Regions from separate parts of the Mus musculus genome. Here all the other regions are linked to region 5. A link is a contact called in public HiChIP or PLAC-seq data. All regions are on one chromosome and are shown on one strand. The core of a region is the stretch at or near the end of the contact, and the rest is flanking DNA. Distances in the headings are between cores, read along the strand shown. Region 1 has its middle 9.6 kb from the start of Gm52200. Region 2 overlaps Acvr1b (activin A receptor, type 1B). Region 3 holds the start of Krt86 (keratin 86). Region 4 has its middle 16 kb from the start of A330009N23Rik. Region 5 holds the start of Spryd3 (SPRY domain containing 3). Region 6 holds the start of AU021063 (expressed sequence AU021063).

The links. HiChIP or PLAC-seq counts read pairs in DNA pulled down with a chosen protein or histone mark.
Region 1: an H3K4me3 HiChIP or PLAC-seq map of bone marrow-derived macrophages shows a contact between it and region 5, with 7 times the contacts expected there. The contact joins the enhancer-like site here to the promoter of Spryd3 in region 5. A contact is called at or near these places in 7 of 39 promoter capture datasets (the C10 cell line, cranial neural crest, embryonic stem cells and 4 more) and 7 of 115 datasets of contacts at active chromatin or transcription factors (astrocytes, bone marrow-derived macrophages, embryonic forebrain and 4 more).
Region 2: an H3K4me3 HiChIP or PLAC-seq map of bone marrow-derived macrophages shows a contact between it and region 5, with 7 times the contacts expected there. The contact joins the enhancer-like site here to the promoter of Spryd3 in region 5. A contact is called at or near these places in 4 of 39 promoter capture datasets (the C10 cell line, HPC-7-derived erythroid cells, embryonic stem cells and 1 more) and 2 of 115 datasets of contacts at active chromatin or transcription factors (bone marrow-derived macrophages and pancreatic cancer cells).
Region 3: a contact with region 5 is called in an H3K4me3 HiChIP or PLAC-seq map of bone marrow-derived macrophages, with 4 times the contacts expected there. The contact joins the promoter of Krt86 here to the promoter of Spryd3 in region 5. A contact is called at or near these places in 2 of 115 datasets of contacts at active chromatin or transcription factors (bone marrow-derived macrophages and pro-B cells).
Region 4: an H3K4me3 HiChIP or PLAC-seq map of bone marrow-derived macrophages shows a contact between it and region 5, with 4 times the contacts expected there. The contact joins the enhancer-like site here to the promoter of Spryd3 in region 5. A contact is called at or near these places in 10 of 39 promoter capture datasets (3T3-L1-derived adipocytes, the C10 cell line, cranial neural crest and 5 more) and 12 of 115 datasets of contacts at active chromatin or transcription factors (astrocytes, bone marrow-derived macrophages, differentiating embryonic stem cells and 9 more).
Region 6: a contact with region 5 is called in an H3K4me3 HiChIP or PLAC-seq map of bone marrow-derived macrophages, with 5 times the contacts expected there. The contact joins the promoter of AU021063 here to the promoter of Spryd3 in region 5. A contact is called at or near these places in 7 of 39 promoter capture datasets (the C10 cell line, HPC-7-derived erythroid cells, cranial neural crest and 4 more), 5 of 115 datasets of contacts at active chromatin or transcription factors (astrocytes, bone marrow-derived macrophages, embryonic forebrain and 2 more) and 1 of 9 other capture datasets (liver).

Annotation. Positions count from the first base shown.
Region 1 is chr15:101,326,137-101,330,493 of GRCm38.p6, forward strand. No RefSeq gene overlaps it. Among named protein-coding and RNA genes, the nearest start is that of Gm52200, 9.6 kb to the left of the region's middle. Within about 2 kb of position 1,400, at least 62 of the 459 cell types and tissues checked have an H3K27ac peak or open chromatin away from gene starts, as enhancers often do. A contact at or near this core is called in bone marrow-derived macrophages, pancreatic cancer cells and trophoblast stem cells, where this site is marked.
Region 2 is chr15:101,188,926-101,192,994 of GRCm38.p6, forward strand. All of the region lies in intron 1 of Acvr1b (activin A receptor, type 1B), which reads left to right. Among named protein-coding and RNA genes, the nearest start is that of Mir6962, 2.9 kb to the right of the region's middle. Within about 2 kb of position 2,051, at least 80 of the 459 cell types and tissues checked have an H3K27ac peak or open chromatin away from gene starts, as enhancers often do. A contact at or near this core is called in bone marrow-derived macrophages and pancreatic cancer cells, where this site is marked.
Region 3 is chr15:101,471,465-101,475,745 of GRCm38.p6, forward strand. It overlaps Krt86 (keratin 86), which reads left to right and starts at 2,014. Exons shown (of 9, transcript NM_010667.2): 1 at 2,014-2,455; 2 at 3,076-3,284; 3 at 3,941-4,001. The coding sequence starts at 2,087.
Region 4 is chr15:101,238,753-101,243,139 of GRCm38.p6, forward strand. No RefSeq gene overlaps it. Among named protein-coding and RNA genes, the nearest start is that of A330009N23Rik, 16 kb to the left of the region's middle. Within about 2 kb of position 2,214, at least 195 of the 459 cell types and tissues checked have an H3K27ac peak or open chromatin away from gene starts, as enhancers often do. A contact at or near this core is called in 3T3-L1-derived adipocytes, bone marrow-derived macrophages, differentiating embryonic stem cells and 6 more, where this site is marked.
Region 5 is chr15:102,134,028-102,138,307 of GRCm38.p6, forward strand. It overlaps Spryd3 (SPRY domain containing 3), which reads right to left and starts at 2,188. Exons shown (of 11, transcript NM_001033277.3): 1 at 2,109-2,188. The coding sequence starts at 2,131.
Region 6 is chr15:101,219,654-101,223,825 of GRCm38.p6, forward strand. AU021063 (expressed sequence AU021063) reads left to right here and starts at 1,594. Exons shown (of 3, transcript NR_045996.1): 1 at 1,594-1,672; 2 at 1,825-1,961; 3 at 2,136-2,502. It overlaps A330009N23Rik (RIKEN cDNA A330009N23 gene), which reads right to left. Exons shown (of 3, transcript NR_045328.1): 2 at 3,828-3,980; 3 at 1,538-2,536.

The DNA.
Region 1 (4,357 bases), core at 150-2,649, 810 kb before region 5:
AGCCATGCCCCTTCCCCCTGGGAGGGCTAAGTCAATAGTCACCGCCCTTTCCCCCTGGGAGGTTAAAGCCATAGTCATGCCCTTCCTCCTGGGAGGGCTATCCCATAGCCACGCCCCTTCCCTGGGGGTGAGTCTAAGCCCAGAGTTACGCCCCTTCTCCTTGGGGGGCAGTCTAAACCCATAGTCACGCCCCTTCCCCCTGGGAGGGCTAAATCAATAGTCATGCCCTTCCTCCTAGGAGGGCTATCCCATAGCCACGCCCCTTCCCCTTGGGGGGCGGTCTAAACCCATAGTCACGCCCCTTCCCCTTAGGGGCTCTAAGTCCATAGTCACGGCCCCTTCTTGCAGAGATACTTAATTTTCACGAGTGTCTTAATTTTCTGTCCTAAGGATTCACCAACTTGGTGGCTTAAAACACCAGAAATCGATTACCTCACAGGTCTGTAAGTCCATGTTTATATCAAGGGGTCTGCAGGGCTGTGGCCCTGGTGAAGGCTCCAGGGCAGACCCTTCTTCTGCCTCCTTCTGCTGGCTTTTAGCAGCTTGGAGGATTCCGCAGTCCTCGTAGATTTGCTCTGAGCTCACCACGTGCCGGTGTATTCTTCTTGTCAGTTTCTCACAAGGATACCTGTCATTAGATTTAGGGTTCACTTGGGAACTAGAGGGGATCTCACTTGCATACTCCAGATGAAGTCATCCTCCCAGGTAGATTTTTCTGGGGCCATTGCTCAACTTACTTTAGGGTTTTTGATCTAAGCCATGTATGTTTCATAGGTGGGAGAAGATTCTGTGGGTTCCTGACGACCTCACCTGGAGGACTGCTTTGGCCTGTTTGGCAAGTTCGTCGGTTTCTCTTGTGTATGCACACTGGTGCCCCTCTCGAGTGGCTCATAGGGCTACCGGCAGCTCCCCCAGAAAGCTGTTTAGAGAGGAGGGTGGAGTAATGGGGCTATATAGAGAGGTTTGGTTAAGCCCTACTTCTGCCTGCTACAGGGACTCCACGGGTGGGTCCTCCTGTACAAACTCATTGACAGGAAGGGAACCCTTCCGTTGGTTCCCTCACCTTTCAGCCCAGGCCCACGTCACAATCTCACTCATCAGCTTCAGGGCACTACTCTGCCTACTTTTCGAGCTCCAGTCCAACCATCACTGAGTTGAAGGAAGACTCAAGCTGCAGCACCGCTTGCCTCTGTTTCCTAGTTCACTCACCCTTGCCAACTGCCTGGTGGCTTTCTTCACCAGCTCTGGTTCGGTCCCAAGAGCCTAAGGAGGTCTAGTCCTATGTTGTCCACTGGAGGGCGCTCCTGCTCCGTGGAACTTGCTGTTTCCCAGTGGGGGCAGGGCTGCGGCAGCTTTTCTGCGGGAGGTGGACAAGAGAGGCTGTTGAGCCTGCCCAGCAGGTCTGGGTGTGGTGTGAGGAAGCTGCAGGCCTGGGAGAGCTGGGTTATACACACATGGTTTAAAAGGTGTGTGTGTGTGTGTGTGTGTGTGTGTGTGTGTGTGTGTGTACATGAGGAGAAGGGCAGTCAGTGATGGTGTCAGTTGTAAATGTCCTGGTTCCTCTGACTCTCTCAGGCCTAGGGTCCCCACAGTTGTGTTGTAAGGACTCAGGTAAAAGACTGAGTCTGGCCCTGTCCACCCCCACTCCCTTCCACATTTTCACTCAAGGACAGCTTTGGAGTCTTATGTCACTCTTCTTATAAGTGAGATTCAAGCAACCATACATACTCCTGCCACAGGACCATCATGGGATGTGCTGGACATGCAGGGGTGTGGGGTGGGGATCTAGTTCGGAGTCAGGGTGGCAGGGGATGTCAGGTGGAGAGAGCTGGGCTGGAGAACCTATTGCTCAGAGGTGCAGGTGTGAAAATAGTGTGCAGGTGTGAAGTGTGTACCCAGGGGTGAAGAATGCCCAGGTATGAAGTATGTGCAGGTGTGAAGAGTGCACAGGTGTGAAGTGCTGCAGGTGTGAAGAGTGCCCAAGTGTGAAGAGTGCGCAGGTATGAAGTGTGTATCCAGGTGTGAAGAGTGTGCAGGTGTAAAGAGTGCCCAGGTATAAAGAGTGCCCAGGTGTGAAGAATGCCCAGGTGTGAAGTATGTGTGCAGGTGTGAAGTGTGTGCAGGTGTAAAGAGTGCCCAGGTGTGAAGAATACCAAAGCTGTTGCTGGGAGTCTGGGTGAGAGGGAAGAGGGCCTTTGGAGCTGGAACCTGGAGCCTGCCTTAGGGCTATAGGGAGGCCTAACATGGGCTGGAGGAGTATGGGGCTGGCCTGGAAGGAAAGATGGCTTTCACTGTGCCTGGGCACCATTTTGTACATCATGGGGTCCTGCTGGGTTGGGCTGGGTGTGGCTGGCAGACAGTGGATTCTTGGTTGCTGTGGTGGGTTGAGGGTCACTCCGTGATGAGGACTGCAGGCTGAAGGCGGAAGTGTTTGGAGGGTTGTGCTATTAACCCAGGCTTTTGAAAGACCCACATTGTGACAGGGAGAATCATCCCTCTGATGAACATGGGGTGAGTTGAGGTTGGACGGTGGGGGCAAGAAGGGCAGGGACCTGGGCCATGATGGCTGCTGGAGAGCAGGGCGGGTTTCCTAGGAGGAAGAACCTCTTCACTGAACTGAACTGAACTGAACTGAACTGAACTGAACTGAACTGGAGAATCTATGAGAATCTGCATCTCTACTTGGGACACCCTGGCCTGGGACCTGGCCTTACCTGTCCCCAATCTCCTGTCTCCCCTGGTTCCCACTGCCCACAAGTGGCTGTGACTCCTGGCTAGGATTCTGGTGTGAGCCCTGGTTATATGGAGACCTGGGATTGGGTAAAAGAGCTTCAGCCTCAACCCCACTGAGTGACGTGACATGACAGGGCCTCGTGTGTGTATGTGTGTGTGTGTGTGTGTGTGTGTGTGTGTGTGTGTCCTTGGCTCACCACTCTCTAAGCCAGGGCTCCTCATATGATGGTGACAGGCCCAGAAAAGAGTCACCAGGGATGGCCCTGCCTCCTCAGGGCTGAGGGTGAGAGGAAGCTGAAGGGAGTGGTGTCAGGGATTGTGGAATGTGGCCTCAGCTGGGGCTCAGAATCCCCTCAGCTGGCTATGGCAGCTGCCTTGGAAGTGGTTGAGGTTGTAGAGACTCAGACCAGCAAGCTAGCCCTGTGCTTCTCTCTAGATAGCAGCTGGCAGGGGTTTTAGGATGGAGAGGGGGTTTCCATAGCAGGAAGATCTGGGGGCTGGGAAGAACTTTTGGCCTTTATTCCAGGAGCCTGGGTTGCTGAGGGTTGAGGTGTGGGAGGGTATTGTTGCAGAGGGCTTCCAGCTGTGAGGCAGAGGGCTTCTAGCTGTGTAGCACAGTACACTTGACTGTGGAAATAGGGCAGGCCACAGCGGGACAGTAGGTCTGGAATCTATATGACTCTTGGGAGTCCTGGAATGGAACTGCTGGGGGACCTCAGGGAAAGATTGTCTTGTTTCAAGCCCTTGCTCCCCTGTGGTGAGTCACAGGCCGGGCATGCGGGCATCTATCCCACTGCTCTGGTCTACCCCAGGCACTGCTTTCTGAAGAGGGCTCCAGATGGTGGCTGTGGGTTGGGCCCAGGTGGGCAGTGAGGTCAGAAGCAGCTTGGAGCTTGGAGCAGGGCTGTGTCAGTGGTGAAGGCAGTGTGCTTCCGGAGTATGGACAGGAACCATGGTGGAGGGGCTGTGGAGTAGGGTCAGGGTTGGGTAACACTGGAATTTGTGGTGTGAGTGTGTCAGTCTGAGAGACAGGGTTTGGGATGGGATGGGATGGGTTTATATCTGAAACATGAAGAGAGGGACATATTAACGTTTGGAGAGACACACCTATCCCCACCCCTCTCTAATGGTCCAACTTGAGGGGATCACAGGCCTCCCCACCCCCGACCAGCACTACTACCATCCCACCTAAGTCCCTGCAGCAGAGGCAAAAGGAGACAACCCCTCACTGACCAGGTCTGGATGAGGAACTGGGAGCTGAGCCAGGGAAGACTGGACAGTTTGGGCTCAGGCCAAGATTGCAGCCCACCAGGACACCCAGCCTGGGCACTAGAGTCCAGCTCTTCCTGCTACAGAAACCCCCTCTCCATCCTAAAACCCCTGCCAGCTGCTATCTAGAGAGAGAGAGGCACAGGACTAGCTTGCTGGTCTGAGCCTCTGCAGTTCAGACTTGGGGTTGGGACTAGCACTATGTTGGGTGACAGAGGTCTCTGGACGAGGGACAGTAGGCAGGGTTGGGCTGGCATCAAATACATCTTCAGTCTCCTTTGGGCCTTTTGTCTCACTTTGGCTGGGTCTTTTCCACCCTGGGGTTCAGGGAGGGGTGCAGAAGGAGGTACCTTGC
Region 2 (4,069 bases), core at 801-3,300, 950 kb before region 5:
CGTCTGCACTGGTAGCTGTCTGGAAACCTGACTTTAGAGGCTGAAGAGGGAAGATCCAGGTTCCAGGCGAACTTGTAAGTTCTGTCTTACAACAACAAGAGGGAACTTTCGCTGTATATGCAGACCTGCCTCTTAAAAATAGGATGGGGAGCTACATTGGTGTGCATGGCACAGCTGTCTGCTCAGAAGGCAGAAGGATTAGACTAGAGGAAGCTGCAGGAATACTCAGTGAGGTCTTTTGGTGAGAGCATTAAGAATGGATATGACCTGCTGGAGGTAGAATTATGGGGGTTTAACTGGGAAGGTGTCTCCAGTGGTTCTGACAGTTAGGAGTCCTGGGCAGTGTCACAGGGACACTGCAGAACACTATGGGTTCTCTAGGACAACTGGGTTTGTAAGGTTGCTTACCGTTTGTGAGCCCCATACCTTCTCTAAGGCCTTGTTCCACTATGTCTGCCTCAGCTCTGAGCTGTGTGGAGACCACATAACAGAGAATGCAGATCACAGAAGAGTGGACTCTTGCTAATGTTATCAGTTGAGCATCACAGCATCTGAGAAAGCCAGCTTCATGTCTTTGTGTTATCCCTAGTGAACTTACTTAAATGGCTTAGTAGTGAAACTCTTACCTAGCTCGCCTGAGGCCCTGGATTCTGAAAATATCAGCCTGTCAGAAAAGCACACCCATCAGATACAACCCTGAGAGGTGCCCGTAACAAACACCAAAAAGCTGTAGGGAGGTTGGGCGAGGGCCAGGGAAGAAGTGGTGGGCCCTGATGCTGTAGGCTGCTGTTGCTCACACGGTGTATAGTGGGGTTAGAAACTGCAGCGTGGGGGCTGCACAAACCCCCGCATGCACTGTCCTGATAGACTGTCCAGTGTCCCTAAGGAGTAATGAATAAACTAAGGACCATGGTCGCTCTAGCTTTCAGAGCTAGAGAACTGGTTGTGTTCATAACCAATTCTTGGACAGAACAGGCTGCTGTGTAGCGTGCTCCTAACTTTCTGAGGTTTTGGGTATCCCCTGCGATATCTTGTGGCACTGTGAGTCTAAGGCTCTGTAGTGGTTCCTGAGACTTCCCAGCTGAGCGCAGCCTGAGCCTCTGTGTCCTCCTGACACAGGAGACTGTGTGTACAGCACACAGAAGCCAGAGTCAGCTCATCCTGGGACTTGGCTTTTCTCAAAACAACCTTTTTCTGAATCAGATTTGCATTCACATCCTACCACAAACCACCTTCTAGTCAGACAGACTTTGACCCATGCTGTAGTCCTGTCGAGGTGGTTTTGTCTCAAGTTCAGTTCTGACTAATTAGACTCATCAATAACAGAGTCTGTGCTGTGGAGAGAGGGCTCGTGTTCTGACACCCCCCCCCATTTGATTGGCCATTTGATTTATTTTTATATATTTCAAAATGCCGGGGACCGAGCCCAGGGCCTTGCATGTGTGAGACAGGCCTCTCATCTGCTGACTTGTTCACACAGTGAGTTGGTGCCTCTGTGGTAGTCACTGCTCGTGCTTGCTGATAGAGTAGGGAGTGTTTTAGGTGACTGTGTTGTTGTACACACGTGCAGGTGACCCTGTGGCAGTACACATGTGTGCAGGTGACCCTGTGGCAGTACACATGTGTGCAGGTGACCCAGTGGCAGTACACGTGTGTGAGGTGGCCCTGTGGCAGTACACATGTGTGCAGGTGACCCAGTGGCAGTACACGTGTGTGAGGTGGCCCTGTGGCTGTGCACATGTGTGCAGACTTTTGACCTGATGAGTCATGATGAAACATGACAAGAGGCTGTTGTCATTAGCCCGGATTTAGCTTTTCAGAAAGAATTAAATTTAGGATATGAATTTATAGTAAGTTCAGCATATGCTTATAATTTTATTATTGCTTCTTCTGTTTCAGTGAAGAGTATTAGCAGATGAGTGGTGAGTGCACGTGTCTTTAAAGGACACAGCAGACTGACTGAGACAAGTGCTCTGGACCTAGACCAGAGGGAAGAGAGCTTGTAGCTAGCGAGAACGTGATGTCATCTTCTTCACTTCCTTTTTCCGGTTGATCAGGAGGAAAATGAAGTGCAGAGATAGTCAATGACTTCCTGAAGCCACACAGTCCCACAACCATGCAGCGAGCTAGCAATTTCCTCTGAGACTGTGGCTCACCTCTTCCTAGTCATTGTTAAGAAATATTTTCCTTGTTGGGGTTGTTTTCTTTCAATTTTTACATTAAAAGGGAGGTTCATATGTAAAGTATATTACTATATATAATGTTTATATGTTGTGTGAGCCTTATTAACAGTCCTTCACAGCTTCAGCCCAAAAGAGACTGTCACAGTTAGGGTAACTGTGTGCTCCAGGTCATGTGGCTAGTATTGGAACTAGCACTTGAGGTTCAGGTCTCTGTGACCTGTTGCTCTGTGATGCCCACTGTCCCTCCTGCTATGGTAGATTCAGATCCTTCCAGGGTGCGGGTATGGCGATGGTTATCTTCACAGTGTGTCTGCTTGGGCTTGCCGCTCATCTGTAAAAAGCAAAGGTGAACACAGTGAGAGTGGGGTGAGCCTTGCTCAGGGTAGCCACAGCACTTGGCAGGCGCTTGGCTAACTTCCCTCTTGTCTCTGTAAGATAAACGGTGTTTGCTGGTTGGATAGTGGAGACCTAGATAGGCTCAGGGACTTGCCTGCCTGCTTGGCCCGCTCCTTATTGCAGGCCCACATGGCCCACTTCCCAGCTGATCCTGGGCCCTTCAGCATAGATTTCACCACTTCTGTTCTTTCCTGCCTTACACCAGGCCTGCTTAAGTACTTCCCAAAAATAATGAGCCATGTGTGGGCGTGGTCATTCTCCAGAATGAATCACTGTGAGCGAGGCCAGCATCACCGAAGGGGGAACAGCTATCGGGAACCAGAGACTCCCGTCTCCTCTGCCCCACTAATTGATGGACTCTGAGGTGACTGCTTTTGAAAAGGCCGTGTGTCTCACTCGGCTCAGAATAGTCATCTCTTGAAGTTGTTAATTTTCCCTTTCTTGCTTCCCAAAATAGACCCAATGCTGTTGTCTTTGCTGGACGTCACAACACGGTGCTGAGAGGTGCTCCCTGTGGGGAACCCCTAAGGGACACAAAGGGACTTGTCAAAGGCGCCTTCTTGGATTAGCAGGACTCCAAAGGAAGAAAAGGGGGTCTTGCCAAGTTTTCTGAGGCTTGAATAAATTTTAAGTTCTTAAGAGGAGTAAGACAGAGCCTGGCTTAGTAGCCCAGGCCTGTGATCCCAGCACTGTGGAGGCTAGGGGGTGGAGAGTTCAAGGCCAGCTGGTTACTTAGTGAAAACTGTCTCAAATACAGTAACCAATAGGAAAACAAACAAAAACAGACCGAGCGAGAAATTTCACCCACAAGTTTGGGAGGAAGATCTGAGGCTTTTTTAGTCGTGGAGCTAGAAGAGTAGAGTGAGTTCCAGGGGAGCTTCCTGTGGAAATTGCTTTCATGACCGATCTGCTCGCAGTCCCTACTTCACACTCTCTGTCTGTGAGAGATGGTACAGCCCAAGCTGCTCCCGGGCAGCTGTGTGCTTGGGAATTCATCTCAAGAAGATAGAGATCTCCTCACACACTGTAAAGAATACAGCAGGCCCTGCCTGTATGGAAAAGCTTCCGTCTACCTGCCTGCCTCACAGTGCTGCCTCATACCCTGTGTCCTTGTGTCCCTGTGTCCTTGAGTGGGAACAGCAGAGGGGTTGCCTCATTGATAGACACTCTGAGGTAGCTTGGGTTGTCTGGGGTATGCAGAGTGAGCGATGACTTCCAGAGTAGAAGAAGAGATGAGGATAGGCTTTTCTAGCCTGGGCTTCTGTTTGGATTGGGCCCAAGCCTTTCTGTTTTAGCGGCTTAGTGTGCAGGTCTTCCCACGGCGGGTGTGCCATGGAGGCCTTGCCCCTTTCCCTCTGTCTCCTGGTGGGCGAGCAAGCACTTCATTCAGCACTCAGCTTCAGTGCCAGCTTCAGTATTGTAGCCAGAGCTACATTCCTGCCCATCCCGGGAGGTCAGGGCTAGGTTAGGCTTGGGGGAGACAGTAGAGG
Region 3 (4,281 bases), core at 764-3,263, 660 kb before region 5:
TCTTTCCTTAGGCTGTTGGACTGGACTGGGGAGGAGATGGACATGAGGGTCTTTCCTAGAGTAAAGGCCATGGTCCTTTCTTCTCCTGGGACAGGCCCATTCAGTAGAATAATGGTGTTCCCAATAATAATTGGATACTTTCTATGGGCCAGATGCTGTGTTAAGTATGACCTGTGTATTATTTTATGAACTCCTACTACTCTTTCAAGATATGCCCATTACTGGTAATTGAACATAAGGGTTTGGGGATGTGAGTGAGTGCACCCCACCAAAGCTGTCAACATATCCCCAACAGCAACTGCACAACAACAAACCCACGTCTGTTTGTGCCCTTGGAGTGGATCAGGCTCAGGCCCAAGTACTTAGTGAAGATTAATTCTTTAATCCTCACAACAACATTATGAGATGGGTATTATCCTCATCTTACAAGTCATAATGGAGGCTCAGAGACGCTAAGTAGCTGCCTGGAGTTATCTGGTAAGGTAGCGTGGTGGAGCCTGGATTTAAAACTAGGTACTTTGGAATCTGACTCTGTGTCCTCAACTGGTATAACGTGTATTTCCACTTTTCAAAAATTGCAGCTCCAGAAGGAATAATTGTATGTAATGACACAATAAACACCAGGCATACATGGCTGACCCAGAGGGTCAGGGCACAGTCGTGACATAAGCAAAACAATGATGTGTTCTGTTCTGCTCTGGCTGGCTTTGTTCTAGACTGTTCTGTGACTGAAAATGATGGTTCTCCCCATTGGAGGGAAACAACATGAACTCTTGAGAAAACACTGCTCAGAGCGGCTGAAAAGGATTGGGGCACAGCCTATCGCACCGTGCTCTGGAGTTTACAGAGCCTGTACGTACCCCTTCAGACTTCCAAGACAGGCAGGGGAGGTGAAGCCTCTGCCAGACTTCAGCATAGTGAAGCACCTGCTTCAGGGTCAGAGGTAGTCAGGGCTGCGCCTCTGGCCTACCCAGCTCTTGTTTGTTCAAGGCCCATGCTGGATGGGTAACGCTAGATGCTACAGTTATGTCTTAATGACCATCAAAGCCACTGGCAAGCTGATGTTACAAAGTGGGAGGGTCATTGGGGAAGGTTAGGGGGTTCATGGTATGAGAAGGAGAGGTGTTCATAGTGCAGCAAGTATCAGAGGCTCGACTGACAGTTGGAGACTTCATGATCTTTTCATGTCACCTACTGGATTTTACATACTGAGTCAAATACTGTGTAGATACCCACAGCAAGGTCACCCCACGGATGACATAAGAACCTGAGGTGAAATGAAGACCTTAGATACTCAGCAATGTTGGGATTTTCTGGGGCCAGTGAGCCAGAGAGCACTTAGGCCTCAGGGAAGATGGAAGGAAGACATTCCCTTGGTCCTAGATAGCCAAGATGGACTAGGTATTGTTTGTGTCCACAGATGTGTGTGTGTCAAACAGAGACATGTAGCCTATTAGTTCGTGGAAATTGTGTGTAAGAAAGGGAAGGATAAGGATCAGTGGGCTTGAGAGATGGAGGAGGTAGAAGGTGACTAACTTAACTGTTATCCAGATATGGAGCTTTAAGGGGCACGGAGAAGAACTATGCAAGTGGGGCATCTCACCTAACACACCACCAGTTCCATGCCACCCGCATCCCTAGCTGGGCTGTGTCAGGACCTCGGACAGCGGTGCCGCCATTTTTTTTCAGTCCCTGATTGGAACAACAGCTCCGCCCCTTTTCATTTTCCTTGTAGCATGAGTCACCTACACTGTCTCTCCAGCTTCGTTTCTGTGTGTTGGGCACAGGAGCAGGGCATGGAGGGGGTGAGCTGGCCCTTTGAAGGAGGAAATTGAACAGTTTAGGGCAAAGGACCACAAACACCAGCAAATGGTCACCAATTTAGCACATTTAAGGAGGAGCCACAGCAACTAAACAAGCCAAGCTCATAAAGCCATCTAATTGCTTCAGACCACGTGGTCACAGTCAGGGTCCCCACATATATAAAAGGCCAACAAACCTAAAGAGGTAAACACTGAATTCACGTCCACTTTACCCTCCACCTGGACGTCTCCAGTTTCAGAGTTGCCCTTCTCCCTAAATAACCATGACTTGCGGATCCTACTGTGGTGGCCGTGCCTTCAGCTGCGCCTCAGCCTGTGGGCCCAGGCCCGGCCGCTGCTGCATCTCTGCAGCTCCCTACAGGGGCATCTCCTGCTACCGAGGACTCTCAGGGGGCTTCGGCAGCCAGAGTGTCTGTGGGGCCTTCCGCTCTGGCTCCTGTGGACGCAGCTTCGGGTACCGCTCTGGAGGCATCTGCGGGCCCAGCCCACCCTGCATCACCACAGTCTCTGTCAATGAGAGCCTGCTCACACCCCTGAACCTGGAGATCGACCCCAATGCTCAGTGTGTGAAGCATGAGGAGAAGGAGCAGATCAAGTGTCTCAACAGCAAGTTCGCGGCCTTCATCGACAAGGTCGGTGTCCTGGACCAGCCCCTTCCCGGAGCACAGCATGTCACAGCCAAGGCCAGGCACTGAGGGAACAGGAGGCAGAAAGCCCACTCATATTGAGCCTCTAGTCTCAAGAGAGAGGATGCACAGGGCTCACCTGTGAGTCCTGAGAGGCAGAGCTTATGGCCAAGAGAAGTGGCCAGGCTGTCCTGGGTACAAACTGACTACAGGGAGTCCCAGGGGCTGCAGCATGGAGCTGGGGCAACCCAAGGAGGGAGGCTGCACTTGGGCTGACAGGAAGGGTGCAGACTACTGGAGGGATGGACAGAGGCCTTCCTAGTGAGTGCATCTAAATGGCCTGTGACACCATCTCCCTGGCTCCTTGTCAGTCCCTGGGATGTGACTATGGGTGCTCTGCTTGTGGGGACTCCTGACTTGTTGGCTTCAGAGATCGCTGAGCCCAGCATAGGACAATGAAGTGTCCACCTGGACTCCTGAGTGTAGGCACTGACCATGTCCCTTGTGCCCTCTCCCAGTGGGAAAGTCAGGCAGGACCAAGATAAGGGCTCCTTCCCAGAGTCCCTCTACTTCCTCTCCACCATCAGCCCAGATCTGCCCTGAACCCCTTCTGTCTCCCATGGCAGGTGCGCTTCCTGGAGCAGCAGAACAAGCTGCTGGAGACCAAGTGGCAGTTCTACCAGAACCGCAAGTGCTGTGAGAGCAACATGGAGCCTCTGTTCGAGGGCTACATCGAGGCGCTGAGGCGGGAGGCTGAGTGTGTGGAGGCCGACAGCGGGAGGCTGGCAGCCGAGCTCAACCATGCGCAGGAGTCCATGGAGGGCTACAAGAAGAGGTGAGAATGGCCTGCTGTGGTGCTGGTATAAAATGTGCCGTATATTAAAGCCCAGGTTGTGGAAGTGTAGCCAGGCTGACATCATTGTAGGATCCTGCTGTCTGTGAAATATCTGCACAGATGTTCCTTGGAGAGGATGGGGGAGCGTCAATTTCTGCCTCAGTGTTCCCTCTGCAGAGTGCGACTAACAGCTCTGCCTTCTCTGGGGAGGATAGACACAGCCCCCACTCCAGCTCCTTCTCACTTTGATCTTCTGCACTGTAATCCCTGAACAGATTCTGCTCAGGAAAGTAGGAGGGTCATGAGCCAAGCTGTCTGTCTCACTGCCTTGGGTACTCAGCCCTGAAATCTGGGTCTGTTGATGGGTCTGTTCAGCAGCTGGGCTGGGACTGACATAAATGGGGGGAGGCTGGAGCCGCAGTACCCAACCCCATGATGTTCCCTCCCAGATGAGGTTGGTATCAAATCATCCTCTCCTTCCTGGGTTGTCTTCGGAACAGCACTGGTTCTCTTCTAGCTTTCACCCACTCCCAGATAGCCCAGGTTCCTCCAGAAAGACCTATCAGGACCAAGAGCTCTGAGGGCTCTTTCCCTGAGTTCCCTGCATGGGGTGTGGATTTCAACCACCCATATCATGTCCCCTATTTCTGTCCTAGGTACGAGGAGGAAGTTTCTCTGAGAGCTACAGCTGAGAATGAGTTTGTGGCTCTGAAGAAGGCAAGTAGCAGACGGTGGGAGGTGGAACAACACAATTGAGGGACACACTGTACTTGTGGTCACCCTTCATGAATTTTTATCTTCACACATCAAAATAGGAAAAAATCTCAGAGAGATGACCCAATGAATGTCAGACCCAGGGCTATGACAAAGGGCTGTTGTGAGGGCAACAGCCATTTGGAAGGTTGGCATCTAGAGAGTCAGTAGTCCAAACCCATGGAGACATGAATACGTTTGGAATGTCTTTTGGATCCTTCTGCTCTGATGCAGGACCTTGGAT
Region 4 (4,387 bases), core at 964-3,463, 900 kb before region 5:
TTGGGCTCATCCGTAGATCAACAATTAAGCGACGGAAGTAGGAAATCTCAGACTCCAGTTGCCCCAACAGCTGAGGGAGAGACTGCAGGGCTGACATGCAAGTTCTGGACCTGGTTGAAGTGGGTTGGAATGGAGAGAAGACACCCGAGTAGAGTCAGCTGGGCTTCGCTCTCACCACCTTCGCCTGCTCTAAGACAGGCTGACGGCTGAATTGCAGAGGCAGGCTTTCTCCTGGAGGTGGAGCCGCCAGGAGCAGGGTGTGGGTGGACATGGGGACTCTGCCTAGTGTTCCACAGGGAGCTGGGAGGGAAGCAGGTGGCGGCGCCCAAGTGAGTAACCGCCGTCCCACAGCAGCCAATCTCAGTGGCTCAGAAGTCCGGGAGATGCGACAAGGCCCTCTCCGCCTTTGCTGGGCTCTTGCACACCCGGGCCCTCGCACAACCCGGGCCCTTCTTGCACACATGGGCCCTCTTTGCCCACGTCCACCCCACCTCACCCCACCCCACCCCTCCGGCTTGGCCTCCCACCTCAGAGGCATCGCTTTCCCGTGGGGAGAGCCTCCCTCCCACTTCCAAGCTCCAGCCTGGAAGGACAAGACTCTCCCTACTGGGGAGGAAGATGCAGGCGAGGGTTGTGGTCCCCGCCTCTTGGCAGAGCGGAGGAGCGGCGTCGCCCTCTGCTGCCAAACTCGGGCACTGTCGCCTGATCACCTTGTCACCTGGGCTCCTAGGGGGCTTCCGGGCTTCAGCCCTTTCTTGTTTGTTAGTTTTGTTTTGAGAGCGGGTCTTAGCACACTACCAAAGACTATATAGACTTCAATCTTTTTTTCTTTTAAAAATTTTATTATGTTTTATTTATTTGGTTAGTATGTGTGTCTAGGCCACAGGACAGCCTGTGGGAGACAGTTCTCTCCTACCCCCTTGTGGGGTGGCAAGGGCCCTTCCCCACGGGTGGTCATCCCACCAGTCCCTACAGCCTGTTTTCTAAGCATATAAGTAAGGTAAGTGGGGCTCGTTCGTAATACATTTGTGTCCTGCCTTTTTCTTTTATTCTTCAAGAGATGACGTTTGGTTAAGAGCCTAGACTCTGGAGCCAGGCAAAGTCAGGTTCGAGTCCTTGTTCTGTGAAACCTTTATGTCTGCCCCTGTGAACCTGGTGCAGGCAGGCACTGCATAGGCTGAGGTGAAGCTCTGTACGGCGCCACATGTGTGCCATTCCAGCCCATTGTCCTGAGCAGGATGGGTCTCCAGCCACCTGACCCTTGGAGCCACGTGGTGCTTCGCCTCCTGTGCCATCAAGGAAAGAAAGGGGCGGAGGCTGTTGCCTCTTTGACTGGGCTCTCTTCCCAGCCCTGCATGGCCTCATTGTTTTTTCTGGGCACCTGGCATTTCCCTGCACGCGCATGTGTGTGTGTGTGTATACATATACATATATGTGTATATATATGTGTGTGTGTGTGTGTGTGTGTGTGTGTGTGTATGTATATGTGTGTGTGTATATATATTCTAGATTCTTTAAGTAGAATGATGTGTTTTCACAAAAGACTAGCGCTTTTAAAAGACTGGTTCTTGTTATGTATCCCAGACTCACCTGGAATTCAATAGATAGCACAAGGTGACTTCAATTTGTTTTGCTTTTGTTTTTATTTTGTTCTGTTCTGTTCTGAAAAGGTCTCATTATGTAACTCTGGCCGGCCTGGAAATCGATAGGTAGAGCAGGCTAGACTTGAACTTACACAGATCCTCATATCTCTTGAGCACCAGGATTACAGATATGTGTCACCATGCCCAGTGCATTGTATATGTCTAAGTTCATGTGTGTACATGCCTGTGGATATACCTGTGTGTGTGTGTGTGTGTGTGTGTGTGTGTGTGTGTGTATGTGTGTGTGTGTGTGTGTGTGTGTGAATATGTGGAAACCAGAGGTCAATGTTGGGTCTCTTTCTCAATTAGTTGCCCCATGCCCAAGGCTTTTTGAGAGTTTCGTTTGACCTCTGTGATTCCTAACAGAGGACTTGGCACTCCTAGGCCTTGGGTATTTTCTATAACTATGTGTAGATAGAGCTACCTTTCCGTCCTCTAAAAGCCGACAGTACCACTTATGGCCAGTGGAGGGCACTGCCACACAGCTCCTGGTAAGCTTCTAGGTGCTATGGGGGATAATTATAAAGAACATAGGCTCTTCCCACTCTGGGAGTGCTCTCAGTTCTGGAACCAGTAGGGGCTCTCCTCCCTCCCCTAGCGAATCTGTCCTGGCAGCCTGGAGCTGGCATGCCCCGGGCCATATCATCCAGAAGCAAGCACCCGGTGCCTGAGGTCAGAATACCCTGCTTGGTGGCTTGGACACACCCCTTAGCAGCTGATGCCACTAGACAGATCACACCCTGTTCCTGGCTCTGCAACATGACAGCGATCATTTGAGTGCGCTGCTAGCTCCCGGGTTTGCCGCGAGGTCGGAACAGAAGTGTTTTGTAAGTGTAAACGTTAGAGAAATGTAACATACACACACTTTCACTGCTGGGAGGCTAACTGAAGGTGGGTTTGTGGAAGGGATTAAGTTAGCGAGGGAGAAGGAAGATAAAAATAACAAGTGCCTTTCACCAAGTGCTTATTAGGAGCCAAGGCCGAGGAAAGTGATCCGAAAATATTGTCTAATTATAGCCAACACTTACACAGGGCTGACCTTGGGCCAGGAGCTGTTTAAGTGCCTCATGCATACAAACTGCTCAGATCCTCGTGACTCAGGGGAGAAGGTGAGGCATGAAGTAGTTGGTTTGTAGACCGGCTCATGCGAACGGGGCTGGCATTCAAACCACAGCGATTTGTCCCCTGTCATGGTCTCTGAAGTCACGACCACACCTCAAAGAAGATATTCTTGCATTTCCTTATAGTAAAGCCACTGGAAACACACCATGAAGGTGTATTTGAGTCCAGACTACCCACTGGAGAATGGAGAGCAGTGGGAACTGGCACAGGGTTCCCCCACCCCACCCCCCACCCCCGCCCAGGAACAGGGCAGATTCGAGCAAAGGCAGAGCTTGGGGGAGAGGGATTAATGCGTGGGAAGGGAGGATGGCCTATCTTCTGGATCCAGAAGGAGGAAGCAGGCTGACAGGCTGTGTCGCTCTCCTCAGTGATGGATTCCCTTTTTCCCTTCCAAGCCTCGGGGCTCCTCCTCCTCCGCTCTGAGGTGCTACTCTGACTGGAGAAGGTGAGAACAACCCCAACCCTGCCACAAGCTTCCCTCAAACCATCTCCTAGCTTCTAGCCTGTTATACAACCTGCGCTCTGTCCACACTCGGAAATAACCATGGCTCAGCAGAATGGACTTGGGGGCATGATGAATGGTCCTTAGGACGATCAGCTGACGGCCAGCTGCTCCTGAAGTGACCTGAGTGCCTGCCATAGCTCAGGTTCCCCAGCCCTTCCTGGGAAGTGGCCCTGCCTGGTCTACAGGAAAAGTCTTAACGCGGCTCTGTGTTTGGGCATCATGATAATCATGATTTTGATGAGTATGACCACCCATTTCTGTATCTCTTAATATCTGTCAAGCCTGGGGATGCACGCTTGTAATCCCAGTTACTCGTGGAGCTGAGGCAGGGGGATTGGAAATTCAAGACTTGCCTGGGCTACAGGGTGAGTTCTATACTGGTCTCCAGATCTTGTATAAACTCTGTTTCAAAGTGAAAAATAAAAAGACTGTGGCTAACGCTTAGTGGTAGAGTGTTGGCCTACAATGTGAGAGGCCCAGGTTCCATTCCCAAAGCCACAGAAAATAAATGAATAAAGGCTGGGGAACAGGGGAGCCTGCAGGGCCCTCTCCCACCTCCCGCACCCTCTCACTCCCGCGCAGTACTCTGCACCTTCCTCGGCAGTTTATGGGTCCTGGATTTTCCGAGTACAGCTCAAGGCCCAGAGGACAGGGGCCCCAAAGGTAACCCAGGTTCTCTAAGGGGAACCACCACGCTGCCTGCACAGGGAAGGACTTAGTCTCCTCTGGCACCCTCTGCCTGCCTGACTCTCCTCTGTGGGGCCTGTCAGCAGTAACCAGAGCTGGCTCGGTGGCTGAGAGCAGTAGGAACACCCGTTTCTTGGCAACCGGGGACAGCATACAAGATCCAGTTAATCACCTGTGCCAGCAGGTCAGTCCTCCCACAGCCTCCAGAGCGGCCCCTGATGGCCAGAGGCATGAATCGTTTCTACCCCAGCACACCTAAGGTTCTAGCGGGAGCTAGAGGCTCTTTTCCCTTGTTTCCTGTTTCCTCAATAAACAAACAAACAAACAAACAAATAAATAAATAAATAAATAAATAAATAAAATATATAATTGGTGCTTATTTTGTATGATATATAAAATATAATTAATATATAATATACAAAATATATTG
Region 5 (4,280 bases), core at 938-3,437:
AATAAATACAAATGGTCATATTTTTTAAAAAATTTTTTGTCTTATTTATTTATTATATGTAAGTACATTGTCACTCTTCCATTACGGATGGTTGTGAGGCACCATGTTGTTGCTGGGATTTGAACTCAGGACCTCTGGAAGAGCAGTCAGTGCTCTTAACCACTGAGCCATTTCTCCAGCCCACAAATGGTCATTTTAACCAGTGGAAGAAAAAAAAAAAAAAAAAACCCACAGAGATGTAACAAAATAGCGGACAGGGACAGACTCTGAGGTACTGCCTGAAAAACTGAAAGAGAGGCAGGCAGTGTAACAGTGTAACAAAAACCATTCCATACAGAAGAAACAGTTGCTCAGGCCCATGGTTAGAAAAAAGGTGTCATGGCAGAGAAAAACAGCCCACCAGAGCCATTGTATGTAGGGAAAGTGAATGACAATAAGGTAAGGGGGGAGAGGAGGTGTTGGAGAGATGGCTCAGCAGTTAAGAGCACAGACAGAGGTCCTGAGTTCAAATCCCAGCAACCACATGGTGGCTCACATCCATCTGTAATGAGATCTGATGCCCTCTTCTGGTGTGTCTGAAGACAGCTACAGTGTACTTACAAAAAATAAATAAATCTTAAAAAAAAATAAGAAGCCAGGCGGTGGTGGGTGGTGGCGCAGGTCTTTAATCCCAGCATTCAGGAGGCAGAGGCAGGCGGATTTCTGAGTTCAAGGCCAGCCTGGTTACAAAGTGAGTTCCAGGACAGCCAAGGCTATACAGAGAAACCCTGTCTCCAAAAACAAAAACAAAACAACAACAACAAAAAAAAAACCAGAGTAGAATAAGGTGGCAAGATATGGAAGCACAGGCCTTTAATGCCAACACTCCAGAGGTAGTGGCAGGTGGTTATCTATGACTAAGAGGCAGCCAGCCTGGTCTCAAAGCAAATTTCAGAAGACAGCAAGGTTTAGACAGAGAAACCCTGTCTAAAAAAACAAAAAGAACAGGGTAAAGCAAGAGTCTATCCACAGTCAGGACTTTTAAATTTTATTTCAAGGGTAATGAAAAACTTCTAGGGAATTGTAAACAAGAAACGGTATGAATTTTTTGTTTGTTTGTTTTTCTGAGACAGGGTTTCTCTGTGTACCTCTGGCTGTCCTGCAACTTACTAGCCTTGAACTCTGGCCTGCCTCTGCCTCCTGGGTGCTAGGATTAAAGTGTGTACCCCCACCCTGCCTGAAGCCCATGCTGTTCAATTCACTGAGCCTTCTCTTCTGCCAGAACCCCAGCCCTTTTTAGTCCGCAGAGGTAAACGGATTTCTGAATTCTTCAACAGCCTGCTCTACATAGTGTGTGCCAGGGTAGACAGGGCTACACAGTGAGGCCCTGTCTCAAACAAAAGAAAAAACAACTTAGCAGATCTTAACTCCAAGTTGTAACAGAATTCAGAGGGCCGCAGCCCCTAAAGCAGCAGCAGTACCGGAGAAAAACATGGGACTCTCTCGGTATTTAGACAACCAGCAAGGCCAGTAAATGAATGAATGAATAAAATCTTCCAGAGATCCAAAAGCGGGAAAACCATGAAGAAATATTTTCTTCCTGCCTCCCAAACACCTGGCACTGTGCCCTACACACAGTAGGTGCTTAGCAATCCTGGGCTAAGCTGAGTTCGATCCCAATGTGCACATTGGGGCTCTTCTGCAGGAGCTACAGACCAGCACATGCCCCACAAGAGCAGACACCTGCGGCGCAGCACTGGGATCCCCCAGGGCCCTGGGCCAGGACTCGAACCCAGGTAGATGCCGGAGCCCCAGATCTGAAGGCATCGGATCTTCGAGAACCTGACAGCCTCAGCACCAAGCAGCTGCCGCCGCACTGGGTCCGGGCACGGCCTCAGGACCGCGGGGTCTCTCAGGTGACACCCGGGACCACCCGGCCTTAACCTGTCAATGAGGCTACGCCCCGTCGTCACAGGCCCTGGCTGCAATGGGGAGGGTGCGCGGCGAGAGGAACGCCCGTGACCGGAGCCCCTGGCCCCGCCCTGAGGCCGCAGCCGTCGCCCAGGACCCCCGCCTCGAGATCTGCAGAGACCGAGGCCTCCGGGACCCCGCCCCCGATCCCCGCCTACCGGGGCCGCCGCGTCCTCCTCATCCATAGGCCTCTCAGCTCCGCGTTGTAGCTCTTCGGCCGCCGCCACCACACACATCCGGGTCCCCGCCCTTCCTCTGCTCCGTCAGGCCCGCCCCCACCGCTAAATCTGACCAATCCGCAGCGCTTCTTGAAGATGGGCGCCCTCAGCAGCCAATCGCAGGGCACAGGCGGTGCGGAGCGCGGCCCGGTGAGCTGGGTACCTAACACTCGGCGGCGTCTGAGGAACCCTGGTGTCGGGAGGGTGGGGGAGGCGACGTGGCTGCCCGGACGCCACCTCGGACGCCTGGAGCTCAGGGAGGCGGTCAAGGGGCGGCTCCCTTGGGGCGGAGTAGGTCCCTGTGCCCGTGCGCGAGCTTCGTGTTCCCAGAGCCAGAAGTGATGCTAAAAACCTCTCTGGAATGTCCTTTTGAGCCACTTAACGGCATGGGGGGGGGGATTTTTTTTTAATGTTATCTCCTATTTTACGCGTGAGAAGCCAGAGGCTGATCTCCACAGCGGCAGCACTCGGCTGGCACCACATGCTTTCTTCTCTCCGGAGCACCCCTTTGCACCACGTTCGTTCATTCCAGGACAGGCGTTCCAGAACAGGAGAGAACATATGCAAAAGGCACAGTGGGATGAAACCCGGGTGCTCTTTGGGCTTGGGCTTGGTAGGAAAAGTTAGCTCGGGTCAGAATGTACCGGAAAGGATACTAATCTTTATCATGCACCTCCTATAAAGGGTATGATTGTCCTTGGAAGGAATTGGGATTCTTGGACGACTTCAACGTTTTGCTCTTAAGACTGAATATTCTTTCCAGAAAGACTCATCCTGTGTCAGAAACATAAACGAACATATTTGTGTCTTTCCACATCTAAATTTATTGAGTATCAAATACATCAGCAAGCGATGTCAGCTTCATTGGCGGCAATTTGCCAATTAGACCTGATTTACATTGATAATGGGCCCTTACCAAACACATGAACTTTTACTTTAATATTAATTACTAACTCTTGGGTCACAGATTACATATCCTGTGTGTACTTATGTAGGTTAACAACATGGCTAGAAAAGGGTTAAAGAAGCCACAGCATAATTCAAGAGTTCAGAGGCCTTACTAGAGACAAGAGCTGATAGAGTGCAAAGTCACTGCAGCCAGAGAACAAACCTAGCTGGGGAGCTGCTGAAGGTTCCAGCCTGGGATGCAGCCATAGCTGCAGGTCACAGGGCTGAACACCTTCAGAGGCAAAATGTGAGACTGGGTATGGATGAATACGTGGGCAACCCGTAATGCGAGTAGGTTCCATCAGCTGTGGACCCCAGTTGGGCTGAAGCCCCAGAAACAGTCAGCATTTCTCTGTTGTCCTTTGAGGCACACACAAGGTAGTTGGTAGGGACCACTGTCCCCAGAGTGTTAGACACCTTCCTCATGGGGTCCAACTGAGGGTGTTTCTTGGTCTGATTATGTTTAATACATTCTTTTTGTTGTTGTTGTTTTCAAGACAGGGTTTCTCTGTGTAGCACTGGCTGTCCTGGAACTCACTCTGTAGACCAGGCTGGTCTTGAACTCAGAAATCCCACCTGCCTCTGCCTCCCAACTGCTGGGATTAAAGGCGTGCACCATCACTTCCCGCCGTTTTTCTTGAACCTGATGACACTTAAGTGATTTTAACACGCCCACTGACTGTATAGTCTCAATCGTTTGTATTTGGATCCATTTATAGAGTGGTACCTTTCACTTTTAAAAAACAAGATTTATTTATTTATTATGTATACAGAAGAGGGCACCAGATCTCATTACAGATGGTTGTGAGCTACTATGTGGTTGCTGGGAATTGAACTCAAGACCTCTGGAAGAGCAGTTAGTGCTCTTAACCTCTGAGCCATCTCTCCAGCCCTACCTTTCACTTTTTAAATTAACTATTTACTTTAGTGCTTCGCCTGCATATATATGTGTGTGTGTGTGTGTATGTGTCTGTTTTGTATATAGGTAAATAGATAGATAGATCATATATTGATATATATAATCTATGCACCATCTGTGTGAGTTACAGACAGTGAGCTGCCCTATGGATTCATGGGACTTGAATCTGGGTCCTCTAGGAAGAACAGTCAATGTCTTTACCCGCTGAGCCATCTCTCCAGGCCACCTTTTCACTCTTAGTTATC
Region 6 (4,172 bases), core at 344-2,843, 910 kb before region 5:
TGTCTTACACTTCCTCAGCGCTGGTCATTTTCGAAGGAAGTCAGGACAGGGACACAAACAGGGCAGGAACCTGGAGTCATGAGCTGATGCAGAGGTCATGGAGGGTGCTGCTTAATGGATTGCTCCTGGCTTGCTCAGCCTGCTCTCTTATAGAACCCAGAATCACCAGCCCAAGGATAGCACCACCCACAAAGGGCTGGACCCTCCCCCATCATTCAATAATTAAGAAAACGCCCTATGGCCAGATCCTATGGGGGCATTGTTTGATTGTTTGCTTGCTTGCTTGTTTTTTGAGACAGGGTTTCTCTGTGTAGCTCTGGTTATCCTGGAACATGCTCTGTAGAGCCGGCCTTAAACTCAGAGATCCACCTGCCTCTGCCTCCTGAGTGCAGGGACTAAAGTCACACACTGCCACCACCACCAGGCTTGGAGGCATTTTCTCAACAGACACTCCCTTTTTTTCAGATAAGTCCAGTCTGTGTCAAGTTGACACAAAACTGCCCAGCACAGTGCTTGTTCCATTCACAAGGACAGAGCCCTCCTGACTGAATGAATCACCAATCCTCCTAAACCCTCCACCACTTAGTATCACAGTGAGGGCTGAGTCTGTGGGACACCGGCTTCCACACTACAGCTGATTGTAAGCAGGGGCGTGATGTGGCCCTGCTTGTCTGTAGGGAGGCACTTTCTGTGGTAGCAGACCATTAGAACTGTGAGGAGAGACACAGCCAGTGGGGCAGGAGACAGGTTCAGGCACGATCAGACAGCCATGCAGAAAGGGGATGCTGACTTCTGTCTGAAGTCAGTGGCAGAGAGAGCCATGGCCAGGGGCGGGGGTGGGGGGTTGTTCTAGCATGAGCATTTTGGGGTTTGGGTAGCCTGATACACAATGCTGCCCACCACCACCACCCAAAAAGCCAGGGATTAGACGCTGAGCAGGTGTTCATTTGCCAACAGGGAAGAGGTCTGTGGAGTTCCTGCCCTAAGAGCTTCCATCTTCTGCATTTCTCCTGCTAAAGTGAGAGGTGAGGAAATATGTATTCCATGTCTCATGAGTGACGTGTTGCTGCTCTGAGGAAAACCAGACTGAGTGTCCCTTCCTTCTGTCACTCCAACCTGGCCATTCGAGAGGCAGATGCTTGGCCTCTGGATGGGACTAGACCAGGAGACACCCATATCCAACACAAACTGTCCTATCTACCTGGCTCCTACCTACAGACCTCCTGGGAGTCAGATCTCTGAACTGTACTGGATCAGACCTGCTAGAACTCTCCCGCAGCAGGGCCCCAGCACCAACACAACACTGTACCGCGAGAACGCTGTTAGGCAATAGGAGTCATTAAGAAAACAAGCATTCCCTGCCCAGCCAGCTGCCCACCGGCTGTTCTATACCTCCTGCAAGCAGTGATGTCATGCAGCTGAGGCCCAGCCCATCATTCCTGGTGTACCAGAGAGCCAGCTGAGCCCCAGGCCCTCTCTTGCTGCTAACTCCCCTCCCCATCCCCTCCCCTCCCCCCTCCCACACAGAAGCAGAGGCGGCATCCATAGAGCTATTTATTCATCCTTGCTAGTTCTGTGCCCTGAAGTAACTGACTCACTGGGACTCTACAGCGTCTGAACTTTCGCAGCTCTAGTGCTCCAACTTTCCGAGGGTTCCCCAGAACTTAAGCAGGTCTGTGGGGTCACAGGGAATTGTGGATTGGTGGGAGACTTGGCAAGGGGTTGTCCTTAAAGAAGTGAGAAGGGGCTTTGTCCGTTAGACAGCCTCTACTAATCCCATGCTACCCAGGTCTCCCCTCCCCCCACCCTTAAACCCCATCTTAGGATGGAGCAGCTGGAGCCAAAGAACTGGGAAACATGAACTCCCTGGGAACAAGACACCTGCTTCGACATAAGTTGCAGACGAAGTATAGATTTCTCAGGAGCAGATCCACAGGGGATTTGCTAAGAGGCATGAGGAGGTAAGGGACATTCTGGAGAGGCAGGAGGCCTGGGTAAGGCTAATTGGAGGAGGGGAACAGATGCTAGGCAAGGGGCGTGGCATAAGAGGAGGTGGGGCAGAGAAGGCTGAGCTCTGGAGCCGTGCTGTGGAGTACTTTTAACCGGCAGCATCTCCCTCCTCACAACTTCCTCAGTGTGAACTCAGTTACCAGCTCACTACAGATCCTCCTGGAGGAACAAATGCTGTATGGGATCCCAAAATATGGCAAGGTTTCCAGGTGGCGCCGAGCACCAGACGGCTTTGAGTCTGGAGATAGTTCCACCACAAGGCTCACGACCAGCAGAGGGTGCCACCATCCCACAGGGAGGCACCCAGGACTCTCCAATCCTCCCTGGAGAAACTGTGGAACCGCAGAGGAATCAGGCAGTCCGCTCCCCAGCTGCCAGCTGCTGAATTAGCAGTCTTTGTCAAGAGTCCTGGGTTCCTAAATCCATTCCGGGGCAGTCTTTCCCTCTCTGACTGCTGTCTCAGGCAGGAGGGCTTGGACCACACACGTCTTTTCCAGAACATGAGGCCTCTTCCAGCTCTGAAATCCTAAGATTTGAGAAAATCATGCCAAGGACTTAGAGAAATTGCCTTTTCTGGGCTCACACTTGCTCTGGGTTTTCTAGCACCTTCTTGCTTAGGTGAGAACTTCAGCTCCCTGTGGTGGCTTCTCACCTGGAGGCAAGAGGCAATCGGACCTGCACAAACTGGGGTTGTGGGGGAAGAGGTGTTTACCTCTAATCAGCACAAAGGACTTCTGTCAACAGGGCTGTTAGATACGCATTCACTAATCCTCCAGAGTAGGCAGGTGGCACCTTCATAGGTGGCACAGGATCTCGTTGGGGGTGTGTGGGGGGAGGGTCCTTTCGTGGATAAGAACTAGAATGAACGCAATACAAACTTTTCTGTCTTCTACCTTCGTAACTCCCCACCCCCTCCCCCACTACAGATGCCGTCTGTCAGGCAACAGACGGTCCAGGGGTCCATCTGTGTTAATGCTCTCAATAAGAGTCCCATGTTTCTCCACTGACTCTCCCTTGGCCCCTCAACCGATGGCCACTTGGTGGTTAAATCAGGGAGAGAAGCATTAAGGGAGACATCTTAGCTAACATAGTCCCTAAGCCACCCTTCCCACTTATACTTCTTGTGTAGTGAGGGCACAGGGGCCTGGGTGAGAGTAGGGGGCTGGAGGAGGGGAGGCAAGACACAAGGAGACAGCCAGACTGATGAACGGGTAGAAGAAAGTCTTTTCTGGCCTCTGAGATATGGCCTTCTGGCCTCTGCTCCCCCATGGTATGGGTCTTACACAGCACATGTACAGCATGCAACCGGCTCCCAGACCAAACACCTCTGTCACACCAGTGCCTAGCCAGCCCCTGGCACAGAGTCGGGCTCAACCTCACGATGAAGCATTGAAGTCAGCATCACAGAGTAAGGCAGAAGTTCCAGAATGGGGCTGCCTTGTTTGGACTGTCAACTTGGTCACTGAGCAACCCTCCTAGCAAGGTGCTTTCTGTCTGGGTTTCAGTTTCCCCCTCTGGGAGGGATGATAATGGTACCTGTTTCATAAGGTTTGTAATGATGTATGTAAAGAGCACGCGTGGTGTCTCATGTCCGAATGTGGAGCCCCAGGCTCCGTCTGTGGTGGCTAGACAACCAACTGCTTCCCTCTTTTGCTTCTTATTTGGGCGCCACTGACGACAGACTTGGGCTGTGGGTCATCCCCGCCTCTCCCACAGCCTGGCAGCCATGGTAACAAAGAGCTTGAGGGATGGTATCTAAGACAGGACTAGAGAAAGGCTCAGCGCCGGTCATGCCCCAACTCCGAGGATCTACTCACCTACTCTGGGCATATTCCAAACCCCAGGTGAGGAACGAGAGCCTTAACTCCAGCATCCAGAGTGGAGAGGTGATTTCAAGCCTTGGGGTGGCCCCAGTAGGGCTCGGATTTAAACCTGCTTGCAGGTTTCCACAGCTTCCCTTTCTCCTAGCCCTGGGAAAGGAAGGCTGCTTTAGTTATCTCTTCTACCATGCAGGTGGGAAGATGGACCCCTTAGCCCCTCACTCCCCGGGAGCTTCCACTGGGTGAATTCAGAGGTGTACCTCTCTCCCAGTTCCTTCTTCAGAAACCCCAACCCTCCCCTGCGCAGCCCCGGCCTCCCCCTCTCCAGTCTAGGGCTTCCTG